Regions from separate parts of the Sus scrofa genome. Here region 1 is linked to region 2. A link is a contact called in public HiChIP or PLAC-seq data. All regions are on one chromosome and are shown on one strand. The core of a region is the stretch at or near the end of the contact, and the rest is flanking DNA. Distances in the headings are between cores, read along the strand shown. Region 1 holds the start of CRLF3 (cytokine receptor like factor 3). Region 2 holds the start of ADAP2 (ArfGAP with dual PH domains 2).

Region 1 (5,622 bases), core at 2,481-4,980, 83 kb after region 2:
ACAAATAAATAAATTAGCAAGTTGTCTGTTTCTTGTAGCATGAGGGATCTGTGCCTCTGAACATTTGAAAAGGCACTTCTAGACTAATATGATGCCTCAGCAGTAACAAACCCAAGCAGTATCTGTGAAGATGTGGGTTCCATCCCTGGCCCAACTCAGTGGGTTAAGGATAGGTCGTTGCCGTGAGCTGTGGTGTAGATCACAGCTGTCAACTGGATCTGGCGTTGCTGTGGCTGTGCTGTAGGCTGGCAGCTTAGCTCCAATTTGACCCTAGCCTGGGAACCGCCATATGCCATGCGTGGGGCCCTATAAAGAAAAAAAAATTGATATAGAGGTGTCTCTGAGAGAAGCATGCAGTCAATCAGACAGCGCTTTACAGAGCATTATTTTTGGTTTTTGTTTTTTATTTTTTGGTTTTTTTTTTAGGACCCCACTTGTGGCATATGAAGTTCCCAGGCTAGGGGTCAAATCAGAGCTAAGCTGCCAGCCTAGCCTACTCCACAGTCACAGCAACACAGGATCCGAGCTGCATCAGTGACCTATGCCACAACTCACCTCAACAGCCACATCCTTAACCCGGTGAGCTGGGTCAAGGATAGAACCTGCATCCTCATGGATACTAGTCAGGTTTGTTTCTGCTGAGCTACCATGGGAACTCCTAAATCAATCTTCCTCTCTATTATCAATCAGAGTATTTAGTCTTCAGAAATTTGTGCTCTAAAGTTAAAAAAAATTTTTTTGGAGTTCCTGTTGTGGCAGAGCGAAAGCAAATCTGACTAGGAACCATGAGGTTGCAGGTATGATCCCTGGCCTTGCTCAGTGGGTTAAGGATCTGGCATTGCCATGAGCTGCGGTGTAGATCTCAGACTCAGCTCGGATCTCATATTGCTGTGGCGGTAGGGTAAGCTGATGGCTACGGCTTGGTCTCGACACCTAGCCTGGGAATCTCAAATCTCCATATGCCGCAGGTGCAGCCCTAAAAAGCAAGAAAAAAAAATCAAGTCTGGGGGAGTGCTTTTTTACAGGTTTTCTTCATGTTATTTATTTTTGTATGGTATGAATATAATAGAGACACATTTCCTGCCACCCATCAGTTAGCAGATCAAGGAAATAAAGTTGAGTGGGACTAAGATTGGTATCTTGGAAGTTTTCCTTTTTTTTCCTTTTCTATTTTGGCTACCCCATGGCAATGGAGTTCCTGGGCCAGGGATCAGATCCCAGCTTCAGTTGCAAACTTTGCCACAGCTGCAGCAATGCCAGATCTTTTAAGCCACTGTTCAGGGCTGGGGATGGAACCTGGGTCCTGGCACTGCAGAGACACTGCCAATCCCATTGTGCCACAGCGGGAACCCCACAGTGAGATCCTTAACCCACTGAGCAAAGCCAGGGACTGAACCTGCATCCCGAAGGATACTAGTCAGGTTCTTAAACCACAATGGGAACTCCCCCCACTGCCTTACCTTAAGATGAACCCAAGTCCAATCTTTCTAACATTTATTGTCCTAAAACATTGTTTTGCAAATAGCACTGCACATGCAAAAAATCTTTGTCTATTTTTTCATTGAAATATAGTTAACTTCCAATGTTGTGTTAGTTTCCAGGGTCCAGCAAAGTGATTCAGCAAAGTGATTCTTTTTTTTGTTTTTTTTTTTTCCTTTCAGGACCTCAGGTGTGGCATATGGAAGTTCCCAGACTAGCGTCTGCAGCTGCCGGCCTATGTAGGCCACAGTCACAGCAATGCAGGATCCAAGCCCGTGTCTGTGACCTACACCACAGCTCATGGCAACACTGGATACTTAACCCACTGAACGAGGCCCGGGATGGAACCCGCATCCTCACAGATACTGGTTGGGTTCATTACCACTGAGCTACAATGGGAACTCCCTCTTTTTCAGATTATTTTCCATTATGGGTTTAGTTTCCTGTGCTATACAGTAGGTCTTGTTTACCTATTTGATATATAGTAGTGTGTGTATGTTAATCCCAAACTTCTAATTTAATGTCTCTTCATTAACATCCAAGCTTCTTAACCTGAACTTCACGGACTTTATTTTTCTCTTAACTTCATCTCCCAATATGAGAGTCAAAGTTGTCTGCTCGTTCTTCCATAAACAATCCACTTATTCGAGTTCCTGATGGGCTCAGCAGTAGCAAATCCAACTAGGATCCATGAGGGTGTGGGTTCAATCCCTGGGCTTGCTCAGTGGGTTAAGGATCCAGCATTGCTATCTATGAGCTGTGGTGTGTGTTGCAGACACAGCTTGGATATGTTGTGGCTGTGGCTGTGGCATAGGCTCAGATTTGACCCCTAGCCTGGGAACTTGTAGATGCCATGGGTGTGGCCCTAAGAAAGACTTAAAAAAAAAAAAAAACCAAAAAAACAACAAAATCCACTAATATCCCTATCCCCAAGGTCTTATGCCCTTCCCACTTAGTTTTGTCCTAACTGGGGTCCCTTTCCTTACTCCTTTTCGTTTAGTTATTACCTTGATTCGTTTCATAGATAGTTCTTAAGAATCTACTGAGTGCCTGGTTACTTCAGGATAATCTCTCATTTTCTCCAGAAGAGCTTTCCTTTTCAAAACTTCCCTAATTTCAAGTGTCATTTACTTAGCACAAGACACTGTGGTAGAAAGAGCTTGAAAACTGGGGCCTAGCCTCTAGCACAGATTCATTGTGTAACCTTGAGTGAATCATTCTCTGTTCCTTGGCAGACACAACTTTCAACTCTACCATCCTTGGCCAGGGGTCAGCAAACTATGGCCAGGGCCAAATCTGCCCCACCACCTGCTGTTATATGGTTCCTGAAAGAATAATTTTTTTTTTTAATTTTTTATCTTTTAGTGCTGCACCCACCAGCATATGGAAGTTCCCAGGCCAGGGGTCGAGCTGGAGCTACAGCTGCCGGCCTACACCACAACCACAGCAACGCAGGATCCGAGGTGCATCTGAGTGTCTTCGACCTACACCACAGTCCATGGCTTAATCCACTGAGCAGGGCCAGGAATGGAACCTGCCTCCTCATGTACCCTAGTCGGGTTCATTACCACTGAGAATTTGTTATTTTATTTTTTTTTCCATTTTAAGTAGTTTTAAAAGATGCAAAGAATATTGTGACACGTGCCAATTATGTAAAATTAAAATTTGTGGCCCTAAGTTTTATTTGCACATGGTCACGGCGATTTACTTACTATATTGCAACAGAAACCTTATGATCCACCAAGCTTCAAATTTTCTCTAACTGGCCTGCACAGGAAAAAGTTTGCTAGGAGTTCCCGTCATGGCTCAATGGTTAACGAATCCGATTAGGAACCATGAGGTTGAGGGTTCGATCCCTGCCCTTGCTCAGTGGGTTAAGGATCCGGCGTTGCTGTGAGCTGTGGTGTACGTTGCAGATGCGGCTCGGATCTGGCGTTTCTGTGTCTGTGGTGTAGGCCAGCAGCTACAACTCCAATTGGACCCCTAGCCTGGGAACCTCCATATGCCGCAGGAGCGGCCCTAGAAAAGACAAAAAAAAAGAAAAAGTTTGCTAATTCCATTTTGGAATTCTACCAGGAAGGCGCGCTTGGAGGAAGCAGAGCGGTTCAGGCGCAGTGCAGAAGCAGAGCTGAGACCCACTGAGCCTGCGGCGCGGGCGGCGCTGGGACCCGGACGGTTGTCGTGAGCTGCTGTCAATCAAGGCCGCCGCGGGGCGGGGCGGGGCGGGGCGGTGCTTCCGCCTGCGCGTGGCCACAGCCGACTGCTCGGCGGCGCCCCGGACCGTCGGGAACCGCGCCCGCAGCCGCCGGCCGCGCGGCCGGATTAGAGGGCGATGGATCTGGAACCCGAGCTGCTGCTGCAGGAGGCCCGCGAGAACGTGGAGGCGGCGCAGAGCTACCGGCGGGAGCTGGGCCATAGGCTGAAGGGACTGCAGGAGGCGCGGAGGCAGGTCGGAGGGCCGCGCCCGCGGGGGTGCTGTGGGCCCCGGGGAGGGCGCGGGGTGCCAGTGGGTGGGCGAGGGCCGGGAGGGTTCCGAGGGGCGGGAGTGGCCGGAAACTCTGGAGCGAGGAGGGAAGAGGCTCTGAAGGTGCAAGAGACCTAACAGGGTCTGGGAATATGGGAAATGGGTTCTGCTGGGGACGGGGTGGGGGGGTGTCTAAGGGGAAGAAAGATCCGGTAAGTTTGGGGGATCAAGGGAGAGTGGGGGGCGTTCCCCAAACTGTGTGGGGCGGTGTTGGGGAGAGGATGGGGTCCGAGATTGGGGCGCGTGAGAGGCCAGAGCAAAAGCCGAGGGCGTCACAGAGGGTAGTGAAGATTGAAAGAGTTAAGGGGAGGTGGGGAGTTCTTTGGAAAACCTGCTATGTGGACGGAGGTTGATTTTAGAGACCTTGAAAATGGGGGGCAATGACCTGGGGAGAACTTAAGAAGCAAAATGGACATTGGCAGGGAAGGATTAAAGAGAGATGGTTGGAGATCCAGTAGAGTGAACACTAAATGAATGGAATTCGTGTCTGAAAGTAGTACTTGATGTCTCGTTATGATCTTGAATGCATTAAAAAAGTGGTTTAGCGTGATCCCATTCTAGAGGGAGATTTCTAAGGTGAAGCTGCGTTGAAAGGGCAAAAGAAGGAAGATGAAACCCTTGAGGGCTGAAATACAGGTGTAGGGAAATGGAAAAACAGATTTAAAGAGAGAAGTGCTGAAAGGAGACGCTAAATATACTTTTGAGTGACAGCAGTTATCTCCTCCTTGGGGACCTGGTTACCAAAGATATAGGAAAGCCACATGGTGTCTCTATACCCTGGAACATACACAGAAAAAGATACAACCCACTGCCAGTGTGTGGTAGGACAGATAATCCTCAAGCTGCTGTTAGTTCAGGTGCTTAATACGTGTTTTTGGAGTCAGCGGGATTCCACCCATTAATTCATCATTTGGATGAGTGGGGTTTTTCAGCGTCACACTTGTTAATAATCTACATTATCATCCTAGTAACTCCCATGCTCCATAGACTCTGAAAAGGGCAGAATAGTGCTGTGCTCACAGTGCCTTTGGATACTCTCATCATTAAGGATCTTCAACATGCTTTAGGTTTTATATATTTAAAAATTCTTCTAGATTTTAAATGTGGACCATGCATCATTTGTAGTTGGGGAACAAACCTGGGAGCAAATCTAGATAAGGTGATCCTGATTTAACTAATGCTTTTTAAGGACTTCCAATACATTCATCTTGATTTCTACTTGAAAACATCTGCGTGATTCCTTCAGCAATTTTTTTTTTTCCTTTTGCTCTTTTAAAATAGAGGCTCTAGGAGTTCCCGTCATGGCGCAGTGGAAAATGAACCTGACTAGGAACCATGAGGTTGCAGGTTCAATCCCTGGCCACTCTCAGTGGGTCAAGGATCTGGTGTCCTTGTGAGCTGCAGTGTAGGTGGCAGACGCGGCTCTAATGGTTCGTGGCTGTGGTGTAGGCCAGGAGCTGTAGCTCTGATTCGACCCCTAGCCTGGGAACTTCCATATGCCACGGTGCGGCCCTATAAAGCAAAAAAATAAAATAGAGGTTCTAAGTCTAGGATGTGTTTTAAAAAGAGATTGAGGGATCTCTTATTGTATGATTCGCTTCAGCCAGTGAAGATTCTTA
Region 2 (5,257 bases), core at 1,075-3,574:
TACACAGGTGAGGAAGATCATAGGGCCTTTTGGCACCCGAGAGACCCAGAGGCAGATGTGCCAGGAGCAGCCCTGACCAACAGTGAGCACTCAGTAATAGCAGTGGCATATCTGGGGTGAGGACACGTGTGGGGAAAAAAAATTAGGTTTTAATCTATGTCCTTTGGATAAAATGAGCTCAATCCTCCCCTTCTCCAGGGGCTGCTGGTCTGTGGTGCAGGACTTGCATGGTCTTTGGATCCCAACAAACAGGGTTCACGTTCCAACTGTGCCATTTATTCACTGAGTGACCCATGGACAATACCTAACCCCCCCCCCGCCCCCGAGCCTCAGGAATGTCACCTGCCAATGAAAACGATGTGGGCGGCGGGGGGAGTGAGGCGCAAAGAAATGACCTTCAGGTGTATGTGCTGGTTTCCTGTCTTTCTCCTGTACTAGAAGGTACGCTTCATGTGGGCAGAGACTTTATCTTGTTCACTGCTCTCTCCTAAGGCCCCGCAGAGGTAGGCTAGGCTTACAGTAGTAAACGTCTTGAAGGCACTGAGTAAGGCATCTAGCCCAGTGGTCTGGCACAGTGCCTAGCACACATGGGCACTCAGTAAACATGAGTCTGCTTCCTTAAGAGTCCTCGAAACCCTCAGCAAGCCAGCACTGTTTAGAGCTGCCTGTTCTCTGAAAGTCTTCTGGCCGGAATGAAACCATCATCTAGCCTGCAGATGTTTGCCATCTCTGTGGGTCAGGAAAGCAAAGTGGTCCCCTCCGTGGCCAGGGGGACTGGAGGGAGACTATGGACCACGAATCAGGTCACTTCTGTTCCAGTCCAGGACTTCAGCCAATGAGAAAGGCAGGTGTTCACTGACTACTGACTCTGCACCTGCATTGAGCCTACATTTAATTCTTACGGCGGCCCTGTGAAGGTGAAGTGCTATCTTTCCAGCACAGATGTGGAAACCGAGGGTCCACAACTAACATTAAGCAGCAGGCTCCGGCCTCACAGCTTGTAAGCAAACAAGCAATGGAGCTAGCGTTTGAACTCAGGGCCTGTGTTTAAGGCAACTCTAATTGACTTCCTATTGCCCCTCTCCAGGCTTCAGTTTCCTTCCCCACAGAATGGAAGTGCCCTGCCCACCACCTTCACCCCAGATCTGCTGTTCCAAGGCTCTCCACGAGCGCCCCTTGCTACCTCCACAATACTGTCGTCCCAGAAGTCAAGTCTCACGGATTTCACTTTGCTGATGTCTGGGAAGTTGCGGTGGACTCCGGAGCAGTTCAGACAGATGAAGATGCCCAGCTTGTAAGAGGCCCAGTCGGGATCTGCGGGGCGAAAGGGCAGGAGGGGAGCTGGATGGAGAGCTGGGTGAGGAAACCAGCGCTGGGCCCGGGGGAGCTGGGAGGGGCAGGGCTTGGCCGTTAGCCCGGGGTGGCGTCCAGCTCACTCCATGCTTCTCTCCTGGTCTCCCTGACATAGGTGAACTAAGATACCAGCATGAAACCCTCTGGCCACAGCCCACTGGCCCTGGCGCGACGGCGGCCAGGATGAAGATCTTGGAGAGTCCCGGGGATGGGGGCGAGCGGCTGAGGTGGGCGCGATGTGGAAGTGACAAGACTCTGAGGAACCGAGAGGAGAGCGTGGAGGGAAGGACCCGCACCGAGGCGCCTGGCTGGGGAACTGCAGGTGAGGAGGTTCGAGTCAGGGTGCCTCCGCGCCCAAAGGGTCGGAGCGCCGTGGAGCAGGAACGCGGGAGGACGCAGGGAGCGGACCCGGAGTCTGGGACCCCCGGAGTGTGGGATGTGTGGGTCCTAGAGTGTGAGAAGTGGCTGGGTCCGGAAAAGAGATGTCAAGCACCGAGGTCCGGGTGGGCAAGGGGTCTGGTGGGGGAGGTGAGCAGAATGGTCAGATCGAGTGTCGAGGTCCAGAGTGGGGAGGTCAGGGGGCCTGGGTTCAAGTGGGCGCCGCATGGGACAAGGAAAGAGCGGTCGCGGGCTTGGATACGAAGGTGTCATAAGGATGATGCGCGCGAGGCAAGCGGGGGTCGGGGACCGACCCGGGTCTGGAGGGAGGGGAGGGGGCGGGCGGGCTGGGGTTCGGCCCAGAGTTCCGGTCTGCACGCGCCGTCGCGCCCTTACCCGCCGCCCCCAGTCCGCGCAGTGCGCGTTGCCGGTGCCTGCCGCCTGCAGCAGCTCCAGTAGCCGCTTCTTGTTGCGCTCGCGGTCGCCCATGGCCGGCCCGGCGGGCTCAGCAGGGCTCAGCCTGCTGGTCCCTCGGCCTGAGGCGGCCCATGGCCTGCGCGCCGGCCCGCAGGTGGAGCTGGACGCAGTCCGAGTGCCGCCAGCCCGCCGGCGCCGTCAGCTCCGCCCCCCCGGACTTTAAGCCCCGCCCCTCCTGGACTTACCGCCCCGCCCCTGGCGCGTGCTGCTTAGGGGGACTGCGCTCCTGCCTAAGGCAAACACCTGGCCGGGAGCCACCCCAGCGCGCGCGCGGCGCTCGGAGTCGCTCGCCCTAGCCCGAGATCAAATTCTGGTCCACCACTGGCTAGTTTCGTGACTATGGACAACCCGGCCAACCTCTCTGGGCCTCAGTTTCCACCTCTATAAAAGGAGCATAGGGCATATGTTCTTGGAAAATGAATCAGGATCTAACTTCTGTCCAAGCGTTCTCCTGATATAGATCCTACATCTACTCAGAGACATTCAAATGCCACCTCCTCAGGAAGCCCTCCTTGATACCTAGCCTGGAGTAATCTTCCCAGCTTCCAGTCCTGCTAGGATATCGACTGATATATGATCCATTTACCCCTTTGGCTCTGAGCACTTTCTACCTACTACGTTGCATCACAGTTACTTATATATTTATGTTAATCCCTCCCCCACCCCCAACACACACACACACACACACACACACACACACACGCGCGCGCGCGTTTGATGTCAGAAGCTTTATTTCCGTATCTCACAAAGCTCCTAGAAACAGCACCTGCACATTTTTAGAAGTCCAATAAATAGGTGCATGACTGTGTTCCCCAGGAAGAATGGTTTCACCAACAGGGACACCACTGGGCACTTTTATCTGTGAAGTTCCATCAGTAGGAGGTGGGGGCAGGGCTTAGGTGGTCTTGAATCTGGGCATTTCATGAATCCCCATCCTGGTCCCCATCCCTGTCCCTCTTTGACATCATCGTCAGTGACCCACAGGCTCCTGGTAAGACACGCACTGTGCACACTTGCCAGACCCTCTGCAGGCAAGCACCCATCTGTCATTTGCCTAAGGCTTAATGCACACGGATCTTGAGTTTCCATCCTGATGGGCTGCCGATCTTCTAACTGACCTGCCAGCATCTCCAGTTCAACACACAGGCATACACACATGTGAACACATCTGGCAGCATGGTATGATAGCGTAAGTCCAGGGATCCAGACTTTGAAACTTGGCTCCGTACTTCCCAGCTGTGTGGCCTTGGGCAAGTTCCTTCACTTCCCCGAGCCTTGGACTCTTCTGTAGAATGAAGGTGGAGCGATCACCTAATCAGGTCATTAAGATGAGCCAGTACAAGTCACACAAAGCCCTCAAAACACACTGGCTCCCTTGCTTCTCCTGCGCCTCTGGTCAGCTCATGGGATCATCCCTTGGAATGCTGTGTGTCACCTCCCATCTTCCCCTGGGTGGAGGGGGTCAAGCCTCCAGGTCCCAGGGGAGGGGGACATTACCAAGAATAATCAGCCAGGAGGGTCTTGACTGTGGGAGGTGAGGCCTAGCCTAGGAACATCTTCAGAAGAACCAGTGAGAGAGCCCAGAGAGGGGTCAGAGGCCGTGGGGCTGTTTACCAAAACAGACCGAAAGATGATTCATTTCCGCTGCTTCAGATGAAAAAAAGGGACAGAAATAAATCTCCCAGGAGAAAGATGGGAAAGGCAACCTAAGGTATGAAGGCAAGGCGAGGGGGCCTAGAGCGGAGAAGAAGGGACGGGCCAGGGACATCGTTTCTCCGCTGCCCATGCCAGGAGCCCTGTGATGCTGGGATGGTTCTTGGGCGCCTTTGTCCCACCAAGCGGCTCTCCTTTGCCATCTTGAGTCTCAGCATCCCCTCCCTGGAGGTCCCACAAAAGCCAACCCAAGAGAATAAACAGCATCTCCTTCACAGCAAGAAGCCAGAGACTGAGAGGGTCCTTTCATTTCCTCTCTTCCCGTCCTAACTGCTGGAGGTTTCCATTTAACAGAATTGTAAGCCTCAAGGCAAGAAGAAAAAAGTACTGTTATATTTTGTTGCTGATGGAGGTCTTGCCTTCTTTCTTTGCGGAGAGGGGAGGGAGAGCAGGATGGTGCTGACGAACAAGTATCGAGTGGTTTGCAGGGAGTGTCCACACCATTGGATCGCATTTGAGCTCCGTGACAGTCCCCTGAGGGCAGCATGTTATCCTCATTCAGGATGAGAGGTTTAGGTACCCAAGGTCGTACAGCCAAGCAAGGGTGGGACCAGGGGCCAACTGCATGGTCTGCCAGCCCCATGTTATTTCAGGAAACCCCGCAGGGCATGCCTGGTCTCCCTTTAGCCTCCTTGGATTTTTTGTTTGTTTGTTTTCACTTTCGAAAAAATGGTGGCAGAGTTGCCACTGCGGCACAAGGGGATCTGCTGCTGCCTGTGTAGTGCTGGGATGCAGGTTCCACCTCCTGCCTGGCACAGTGGGTGACTGACCAGGCATTGCAGCAAGTGCATGCACCTGCAGCTTGGGTCTGAACCCTGGCCAGGGCTGACTGATCCCTGGCCTGGGAACCCCACATGCTGCAGAGTGGCCAAAAAAAGAAAAAAAAATGTGGCAAAATATCCATAAAATTGGCCATTTAAATCATTTTATAAGGAGTCCAAATCAACGGCATTCGTTACAGTCACAGTGTTGTGCAATTGTCACTGGGATTTCCAAACCTTTCCACCACTAGAAGAGATGCATTGCTCCCCGTGGGAACTAGACATGATCAAAGTCGGGCTCCGCTCTGGGCTGGGGAACCAGAAGCTGCTCCTAAAGAAAACTCTGTGCCAAAGGCTGTCGTGACCAACAGGCGCCAAAGTACTGGGATCAGGGGCAAGCCGCCTCCCTCCTGGGCTCAGTGAGTACAGCAGCTGCTGGATAGAGTGTCTTCTGTAAATAAAGCTTGCAGAGTCCAGCAGAGCGCAAACATCAGCCCTGCTCCCAGGATCACTGTCTGTCCAGCTGAACCCAACCGCAGCGCGGCTGGAAGAAAGCCTGCAACCACAACCCCAGC

Evidence for each region. HiChIP or PLAC-seq counts read pairs in DNA pulled down with a chosen protein or histone mark.
Region 1: a contact with region 2 is called in an H3K27ac HiChIP or PLAC-seq map of alveolar macrophages. The contact joins the promoter of CRLF3 here to the promoter of ADAP2 in region 2. A contact is called at or near these places in 2 of 47 Hi-C or Micro-C datasets (liver and skeletal muscle) and 1 of 2 datasets of contacts at active chromatin or transcription factors (alveolar macrophages).

What each region holds. Positions count from the first base shown.
Region 1 is chr12:42,929,715-42,935,336 of Sscrofa11.1, forward strand. It overlaps CRLF3 (cytokine receptor like factor 3), which reads left to right and starts at 3,731. Exons shown (of 9, transcript NM_001244329.1): 1 at 3,731-3,928. The coding sequence starts at 3,812.
Region 2 is chr12:42,847,703-42,852,959 of Sscrofa11.1, forward strand. ADAP2 (ArfGAP with dual PH domains 2) reads right to left here and starts at 2,325. Exons shown (of 12, transcript NM_001195323.1): 1 at 2,140-2,325; 2 at 2,128-2,137; 3 at 1,184-1,314. The coding sequence starts at 2,220.